3 separate regions of the Sus scrofa genome follow, and regions 1 and 2 are each linked to region 3. A link is a contact called in public HiChIP or PLAC-seq data. All regions are on one chromosome and are shown on one strand. The core of a region is the stretch at or near the end of the contact, and the rest is flanking DNA. Distances in the headings are between cores, read along the strand shown.

Region 1 (2,700 bases), core at 40-2,539, 290 kb before region 3:
CATATTCAATCAATTGGGGACATATTGCATACATTATGGTAATTCGTACAACAGAATACTATGCAATCATTAAAAAGCATCTCAACACAGAATTTCAAGATACATTGAGTAAAAAAAGTAAGACTGTGAGCAATGTGTAAGAGATGTAGAAACATGTATAAAATACTTCTCTGTCTGTGTTTCTATCTTGTATTGGCCTCTATTTGCATACTGCAACTCAGGAAGGGCACACAGAAAACTAGCAACAGTGTGGTCCAAGGGGAAGGGAACCCAGCTGCTGGGAGACATACCTTTTTATACTTAAATTTTAAAAAACTCCTGAGTATATTTTGGATTCAAAATTTGAATTAAAAAAAGTAAAACTAGGAGTTCCCATTGTGACTTAGAAGGTTAAGAACCTGACTAGTATCGATGAGGATGAGGATGTGGGCTTGAACCCTGGCCTCGATCAGTGGGTTAAAGATCTGGCGTGGCATGGATCACAGATGCAGTTCGGATCTGGTGTTGCTGTGGCTGTGGTGTAGGCAGCTGCAGGTCTGATTCGACTCCTAGCGTGGGAACTGCCGTATGCTATGGATTCGGCCCTAAAAATACCAAAAAAAAAAAAAAAAGTAAAAAGTAAAACTAAAAAAAATGCTGTCACTTTTAATATCAGTTACAAAGGCGATGACTGAAACATAGGCAATAATACTTGGTGAGCAATATACACAGAAGGACTGAAAATTCAAATCCCAGCTCTGTTATTCTGGCCAAATCATTTGCTCTTTATCTGTTCCTTCTGCTTAGGAATATTTATTATTGAGTGTCTGTCGTGTGTCAGGTACTGTGCTGGGTACTGAGGCACAAGGCCGAGAGATCTATTTGTAGAGAATCCCTGTAGAGAAATGACTAGAAATCTCACGTTGCCATGCAGTGTGATAAATCTTGTGACAGATTATGACAGGTTTCTGCAGGACCTCGCGGGAGGTGAAGCTAAATTAGGCCAGGAAGGTTTGTTTACCAGTGGACACGGTGTTAAGTCTTGCAGAGAAGGGGAGGTAGGGCAGTTCCCACAGAGGAAACCGCAGGTACTGGTTTGTGGGGGAGGCTGGCGGGGCTGCAGAGCCTGGGCCGTGTGAATCAGACACCAGCCAGATCTTGAATGTTGCAGTCTGGAATTTTTTTTTTTTAATTCATTTGTTATATTTTTCTATTTATAAAAGCAATATATTTTTGATGCCAAGATTTAACAGGAAGGCCACTGGAGACGTGGTAGGAGTGTCCAGCAACCCAGTGGTATGACCCAGCTGTATTTAGAAAGGGCACTGGCAGCAGTGCGGTATTAGAGGGCTGGGGGGGTGGGGGTGGGCGCAGAGAGTAACAAACACGTTGTAAACACAAACAGCCACACTCAAACGAGACAGAAGACATAGCTGCCCCAGCTGTCAGGGTGCAGGTCCTGGCGTCAGACTGCCTGCTGTCTGCACTGAAGCCCTGACGCCCACACCTCATGCCTTTCAGCTCGTGTGAGATACTTAACCCCTAGCCTCAGGTTCTTTGTTCGACAGAGGCTGGGCCAGGTTGCCTGAAGTTCTCATCTGTTTTTGGAGAACCTTCCACCGGTCCTGCCCTCTACTCTCACCCACAGCCCCCCATCTGAGCGTGGTACTTCTAGGCCCACAGCCGGCTTTGATAAGGAACTATCAAAGCTCCCCATAGGATGGGGGAGCAGGGGCTGCAGGAGCCAGAGTTCGGCCATGTGCCGCATGACCTATCATTGAAGCTCAGCCTCTCCATCTGTGAAATGGGAATAAAAATAAATTTGGGAAATTCCCGTCGTGGCGCAGTGGTTAACGAATCCGACTAGGAACCATGAGGTTGCGGGTTCGGTCCCTGCCCTTGCTCAGTGGGTTAACGATCCGGCGTTGTCGTGAGCTGTGGTGTAGGTCACAGACGCGGCTCGGATCCCATGTTGCTGTGGCTCTGGTGTAGGCCGGCGGCTACAGCTCCGATTGGACCCCTAGCCTGGGAACCTCCATATGCCGCGGGAGCAGCCCAAAGAAATAGCAAAAAGACAAAAATTTAAAAAAAAAAAAAAATTTGTAGGGAGTTCTTAAAAGGCTTAATAAGGAAAATACATTTGGCAATTCCATGTAGCATATCATGTAATGTAATTTCAATGCCTTCCTAATGCTTGAAGGAAATCAGTATCTCGTGAGTTTCAACTTCAAGGGTGTACAAGTTTTCTTGTGTAGTAAAAAGATCTCACACTTATTCTTTCTTTCTTTTTGGCTTTTTAGGGCTGCACCTGCGGCATATGGAGGTTCCCAGGCTAGGAGTCGAATCAGGAGCTGTAGCTTCTGGCCTATACCACAGACACAGCAACGCGGGATCTGGGCCGCGTCTGCAACCTGCACCATGGCTCACAGCAACACCAGATCCTTAACCCACTGAGTGAGGTGAGGGATCCAACCTGCATCCTTATGGAGGCTAGTCAGATTCGTTTCCCTGAGCCACCATGGGAACTCCTCATACTCATTCTTAATAAAGAAAACTGAAATCATAAGGTATCTAATGTTATTAAGATTAAAATATATTATTATTTTTTTTTTGTCTTTTTTTTTGCCTTTTCTTGAGCCACTCCTGCGGGATATGGAGGTTCCCAGGCTAGGGGTCTAATTGGAGCCGTAGCCACCGGCCTATGCCACAGCCACAGCAACG
Region 2 (2,700 bases), core at 160-2,659, 270 kb before region 3:
CCTGAATTAAATCCCACACAATTAATTTAATAACGTCTCTGGCTGTTTCCAATTTTTTTGTATTACAGATAGTGCTGCAATGGCCACCTTCACCCATTTTTTTTTTTTTTTCTGCTCAGCTATTTCCTTAGGATAAATCCCCAGAAGTCAGAAATACTGAATCAATGGATATGAAAATTTTCCATGTTTCACAAGTCATACTGCCATTTTGATTTACAAGCGAATTGAACCAAACTACAACCCATTGGAAGTGTGTTAAGTGTATCAGTTTTACCAATACCTCAGCAGTACTGAGTGTTACCATTAAAAAAAAGGTGAGAGAAGGCACAAATCTCAAATCTCAAATAAAAATGGCACCTCCAGTTTGCCTCAATTTATTTATTTATTTATTTTTTCAGTTTGCCTCAATTTAAACTGCTACTCAGACAAAAAATTTGCTATTCAGGATGAATCTTGTTTGTTCTCTATTATTTTTGACATGAATTGTTTATGTCTCCTGCTTCTTTTTCTAACTGGTTTTCAATGTTTTCCTTTTAAAATCGCTCATAATCTTTACCGAGCATAGCTAGTCATGCTGTTGCAGTTAATGCAATTATTTTTCTTCCTTTTTTAAAAGTTTTACTTTCTCCTCACTCACGATAGATATATTAACACTCCTGCTGGAATTTTCATTTACAATTTTAATGCTCTTTTTAGGTGCTAGTAACCTCACGCAACCTTTGGCCTCTACATAGAGAGGCCCTGGGGAAGAGGAAAAGCTTCTCTAGTGATTGATGTCAGCCACCGAGCTAAGAGCAGGGCTTGGACTCTGACCGTATCCCGGGAACTAATTTCCCTTAATCAAATGAAAGACCTTAGGAGGAGCCACAAGGCAAAAAGGAAAATCTATGTGAAGGAGAATACCAAATTCTGTGAGGAGCGTGGAGGACCTGCATTCAAAAAAGGGCACCATACCTTTAGGACTTCAGAACTGGCAAAGCTCCACATGCAGCTATTAATATGCAAAAAATGCCTTCATAAATACTTGATTCTGTTCACAGTGGGGAGGCAGTTCATTTGAAAGAGGAAATGGGAGCTTGGAGTTGAAACACGTCTGCTTGTCTCCTTTTTCTTTTTTCATTTCTCTTTTCATCTCCTCGTTTCTCCTAGTAGGTTTCTTCCCCCTCTTTCCCCAACTCAACCCCCTCCTGCGACTCCTAGGACGTTGTCGCCAGTCGCTACTCATTTCTGGTTTTGGTTTTACCGCCCAGGTCCGCATTCTCCACCAGGGGTGGAGGAGGTGCCTCGGCGGCGAGTCCCACCGGTTGCCCGCCCGCGTGCCGGAGGCGGAAGACGGGATCCCTCCTGCTCGCGGCCCCGGCGCGGACCGCGGCTCGGGAAACGCACAGCCGAGGGTTTAAAAACTCCAACCAGTAGGGGGCACCAGAGGCAGCCTCCAGAACTGGGTAAATCCGGGAACCCGGTCACGTCTGCAAAGCACCCGCTGGCTTTCACTCTCACCCGCCCGTCAGAAATTGCTTTCCAAATCGAGGTATGTGACTTCTCGTGAAAGCGTGGTGATGCCAAAATAGTCCACCCTTGGTGGGGGGTAGTTGCTATTTTGGTTTTGTGTTTTCACTCGAAGCTAACACACTGATAAAAAAAAAAAAGTAAAAGTATTTTGTGACTAAACTCCTAATGTGGTCCGACCCCAGGGAAGGGAGGGAGGGGGTGAATTAGGGGGCAGTTAAAGGCCAGGCGAGCAGAAACCCCTGATGCTGATAGAGATCAATTTTGTGTGACCCCCTAGCCTGCCGCAGAGTGGAAAGGCGACAGAGGGAGGGATTCACTGAATTTGCCAGTGGCTCATCAAGGTACGTAACCGAAATCTGCTGGGCAGAAATTTGTCTCTAAATCTTTTCCAGATGATTTATAGTAAACATGAAATTAGTCATTTACATAGAGTAGGTTGAGGAAGTAGTTAAAATTGAAGTGATTAATAAAGAGCCATTAGCCTCCAAAAGTACGGGGGTGGGGGAGGCGCAGAAGACACTCCCCTCCCCTAAGGCGCCCCACCCTCATTTTCTTCGCGTTTGGGGGCTAGTGGGGCGTCCGAGACTTTTCCTCAAATAACTTTCCTTTAGTGGGGCGTCTTCTTTTTTTTCCTTTTTCCTTTGGCCGGGCCAGAGGCATGTGGCAGTTCCGCGGCTGGGGATTCCCACCCGCGCAGCGGCAAAACGCCAGCAACTGCAGTGACAACGCGGGATCCTTAACCCACTGTGCCACAGGGGGACTCACAGGGGGACTCACAGGGGGCTACTTCTAAAGGAAATAAAACTTGCTTGAACAAATCAGCTGGTTCTGGTGGGAACAGCCCCCTCCTCTCACAAAGGAGGCACAGGCAATTCTCTCTCTCTCTCTCTTTTTTTTTTTTTTTTGCTTTTTAGGGTCACACCCATGGCATATGGAGGTTCCCAGGCTAGGGGTCTAATCGGAGCTACAGCTGCTGGCCTACACCACAGCCACAGTAAGGCCAGATCCCAGCCGCATCTTTGACTTACACCACAGCTCACCACAATGTGGGATCCTTCACCCACTGAGCAAGGCCAGGGATCGAACCTGCCACCTCATGGTTCCTAGGTGGGATTCGTTTTCACTGCACCCAGATGGGAACTCCCAGGCACAGGCAATTCTCAGAGCGAGCTGGTTTGTGCAGCCTCA
Region 3 (2,700 bases), core at 98-2,597:
GCCTAGATAGAGGGATTGAGGTGTCCAGGGTCAGCCAGCTTGCTCTTAGGAAGCAGAGCCAAAGCCCAGTGCCTGCTTTGTGGCCAGCCCTCCGCCCTTATGCAGATAAGTAGATGCTGACCGACCCTGCTTTGCTCCCATTGATTTTTCCCCAGTAGTTAAACTACAAGCGATCAATGAGAGAACGATCCACAAAGAGGCATTTTACCCAGCACCGTTTCACCAGGAGACTGCTTCTCTGGCTTCGGTAGCCTCTCAAATCATGGGGCTGTAGGTAGCTTATTTCCCTTCTCCTTCCAAAGACGATGGTAAATCATTAGACCAGATTCCTCTCCATCTCCTCCTTTTCCAGCTCTCTTGAAAAGAGTTTCCAATTCAAGTTCAATTGGAATCCCAGGCAGGAAGAGCCAAAGAAGTTGCAACGGGGCAAGTTTAAAAGCCGAACATCTTTATTTATTTATTTATTTTTCTTTTTTAAGGCTGCACCTGAGGCATATGGAGGTTCCCAGGCCAAGGGGGGTCTAATCGGACCTAGAGCTGCCAGCCCACGTCAGGGCCACAGCCAGATCTGATCCGTGTCTGTGCCCTACACCACAGCTCACAGCAATGCAGGATCCTCAACCCACTGAGCAAGGCCAGGGATCGAACCCACAACCTCATGGTTCCTAGTCAGATTCATTTCCACTGCGCTATGGCAGGAACTCCAAAAGCTGAACATCTTAATTTCCACACGAAAGAGAGTAAAAGTGAAATGAGGGTCAAATGGTTGCTCCAGTAATAAAATCATGCATTTAAAAAAATATATCCTTAAGGAATATACCTTTAAGTTATATTTACATATATAAATATGTGTATTTATATACTTTAAGATATCTTTAAGATATATCTTAAAATATATTTTTAAGGAATACATCTTTAAGATATATTTCACAACCGATTCAGATCAATAGAGATTTGTTGGTTGATTGATAAAATATCACCAGGATCATTTCGAGCCTTAGCACAAAGTAAAACATTTTCTAGTTACTAGAGTCTCCCCGCAATCACCCGAAGGTTATCAATGGTGCCGTCTACTGAACTACACCTCTGGAATTTCCCGAATACAATGCATTCCTGAGATACCATATATTTAGATAGTTGATAATGGTGTTAGCTTTAATTCGCTATCTTGAGCAGGAACTTTAAAGCGGCTTGCAAAAATCTGTTGCTCTTCTATCTGTCCCCCCCCCCCCCACGCCTGCCCTCACCGCTGCTCCTCCCTCTGCCTCAGGTAGCTGGCTTGGAAGGTCCCTCAGTCCTTTGCTCAAGGAGTCTAAATTTGGCTCTGGAGCACCAGGCTCTCTCCTGTCTGGGTGTCATCAGGACGCCAAAAGTCAGTACACTCCTCGGCACTGGAGCCCGGCACCTCCATTCACATGGCGGGGGCGGGAGGGAGTGTCACTTTTCTAACCCTGCATCAAAACTTTTTTGTGGATTCTAAGCAAGTATTTCATCCTTTGAAGCCTGTTCCTCTCTTCAGAGGAAGGAAAGCCAGGCCTTTCTCCTGGTGGATGGATGGAGAAGGGGGCGGGACAGGCACAGTCAGGAGTCCCCCTCCCCGCCCCCCCTCCCACCCATGAGCAGTGCCTGTTTAATGTCTGTCCACCCCCACAAGCTATGTTTGCGCTATAGCTGGATCACGCCATTCCAAGTGTATGGCATTTAACAATGTGTCACTTGACAACATTTATCACTCCCCTGGCATCTCTACGAATGTTCAAGGGTCACCCGGGGCAGGTGCTGTGCTCGGCACTGAGACTGTGGGCATGGCACTTGGCACTCCCTTCCAGGATTACTATTGCCATGGGATGATGATGATGACAATAATGATTATCACCATCTTCTGGTCTTTTCTGGCCTCTCTGGCTATTCCTCCTCAGCTTCCGAAGACTCCTTCCCTTCTACCCGATCCTGCAGCACTGCTCCCCCAGGGCTCCATCAGTCTTCCTTCGCTACATGCGCTCCCTGGAGCAACTGAATTCACATCTGGAGCTTTAAATACCATTTAAGCAGATGACTTCCAATTTTGCACGTCTAGATTAAGACCCTTAAAATCATAGGCCTGCACTTCCGTTTTTTTGTTGTTGTTTTGTATTTTGCTTTTTTAAGGGCTGCACCTGTGGCACATGGAGGATCCCAGGCTAGGGGTCAAATCAGAACAGCAGCTGCCAGCCTACGCTACAGCCACAGCAACTCGGGATTCAAGTCAAGTCTTTGACCTATACCACAGCTCACGGCAACACCGGCTCTTTAACCCACTGAGCGTGGCCAGGGATCGAACCCACATCCTCATGGATACTAATTTGGGTTCGTTCCTACTGAGCCACAGCGGGAATTCCGCAGAATTACATTTCTCATTGCTTTTGAGATATCTCCATTTGGTGGCCCCAGAGATCTCTTAATCTGGAAATGTTCAAACCTTATACTCATTACATGCCCTACGAATCTATTCCTCAGTACCCCCCTTTTTTCCCTCTGTGCCAGTGTATGGTACCCTCATTCTCTCACCCACTGGATTTAGGTTTCTCCTTCGCAACTCAAATCTAGTCAGTTACAACCTCCCCTTGACTCTACCTCCTACATGCTTTTTAGTTTTGCCCCAACAGTCCTTATCCTTTGCCACGTCTCTAGCTGAGACTTCCTATTTATCTTCTAGAAACT

The links. HiChIP or PLAC-seq counts read pairs in DNA pulled down with a chosen protein or histone mark.
Region 1: an H3K27ac HiChIP or PLAC-seq map of skeletal muscle shows a contact between it and region 3, with 9 times the contacts expected there. The contact joins two enhancer-like sites. A contact is called at or near these places in 11 of 47 Hi-C or Micro-C datasets (adipose tissue, embryonic fibroblasts, fetal liver and 6 more) and 1 of 2 datasets of contacts at active chromatin or transcription factors (skeletal muscle).
Region 2: an H3K27ac HiChIP or PLAC-seq map of skeletal muscle shows a contact between it and region 3. The contact joins two enhancer-like sites. A contact is called at or near these places in 20 of 47 Hi-C or Micro-C datasets (alveolar macrophages, embryonic fibroblasts, fetal heart ventricle and 11 more) and 1 of 2 datasets of contacts at active chromatin or transcription factors (skeletal muscle).

Annotation. Positions count from the first base shown.
Region 1 is chr15:105,763,305-105,766,004 of Sscrofa11.1, reverse strand. The region is part of intron 14 of KIAA2012; the gene reads right to left. Among named protein-coding and RNA genes, the nearest start is that of KIAA2012, 83 kb to the right of the region's middle. Within about 2 kb of position 1,289, at least 1 of the 83 cell types and tissues checked has an H3K27ac peak or open chromatin away from gene starts, as enhancers often do. A contact at or near this core is called in skeletal muscle, where this site is marked.
Region 2 is chr15:105,742,605-105,745,304 of Sscrofa11.1, reverse strand. The region is part of intron 13 of KIAA2012; the gene reads right to left. Among named protein-coding and RNA genes, the nearest start is that of KIAA2012, 63 kb to the right of the region's middle. Within about 2 kb of position 1,409, at least 31 of the 83 cell types and tissues checked have an H3K27ac peak or open chromatin away from gene starts, as enhancers often do. A contact at or near this core is called in skeletal muscle, where this site is marked.
Region 3 is chr15:105,476,043-105,478,742 of Sscrofa11.1, reverse strand. The region is part of intron 10 of CDK15 (cyclin-dependent kinase 15); the gene reads right to left. Among named protein-coding and RNA genes, the nearest start is that of CDK15, 76 kb to the right of the region's middle. Within about 2 kb of position 1,347, at least 6 of the 83 cell types and tissues checked have an H3K27ac peak or open chromatin away from gene starts, as enhancers often do. A contact at or near this core is called in skeletal muscle, where this site is marked.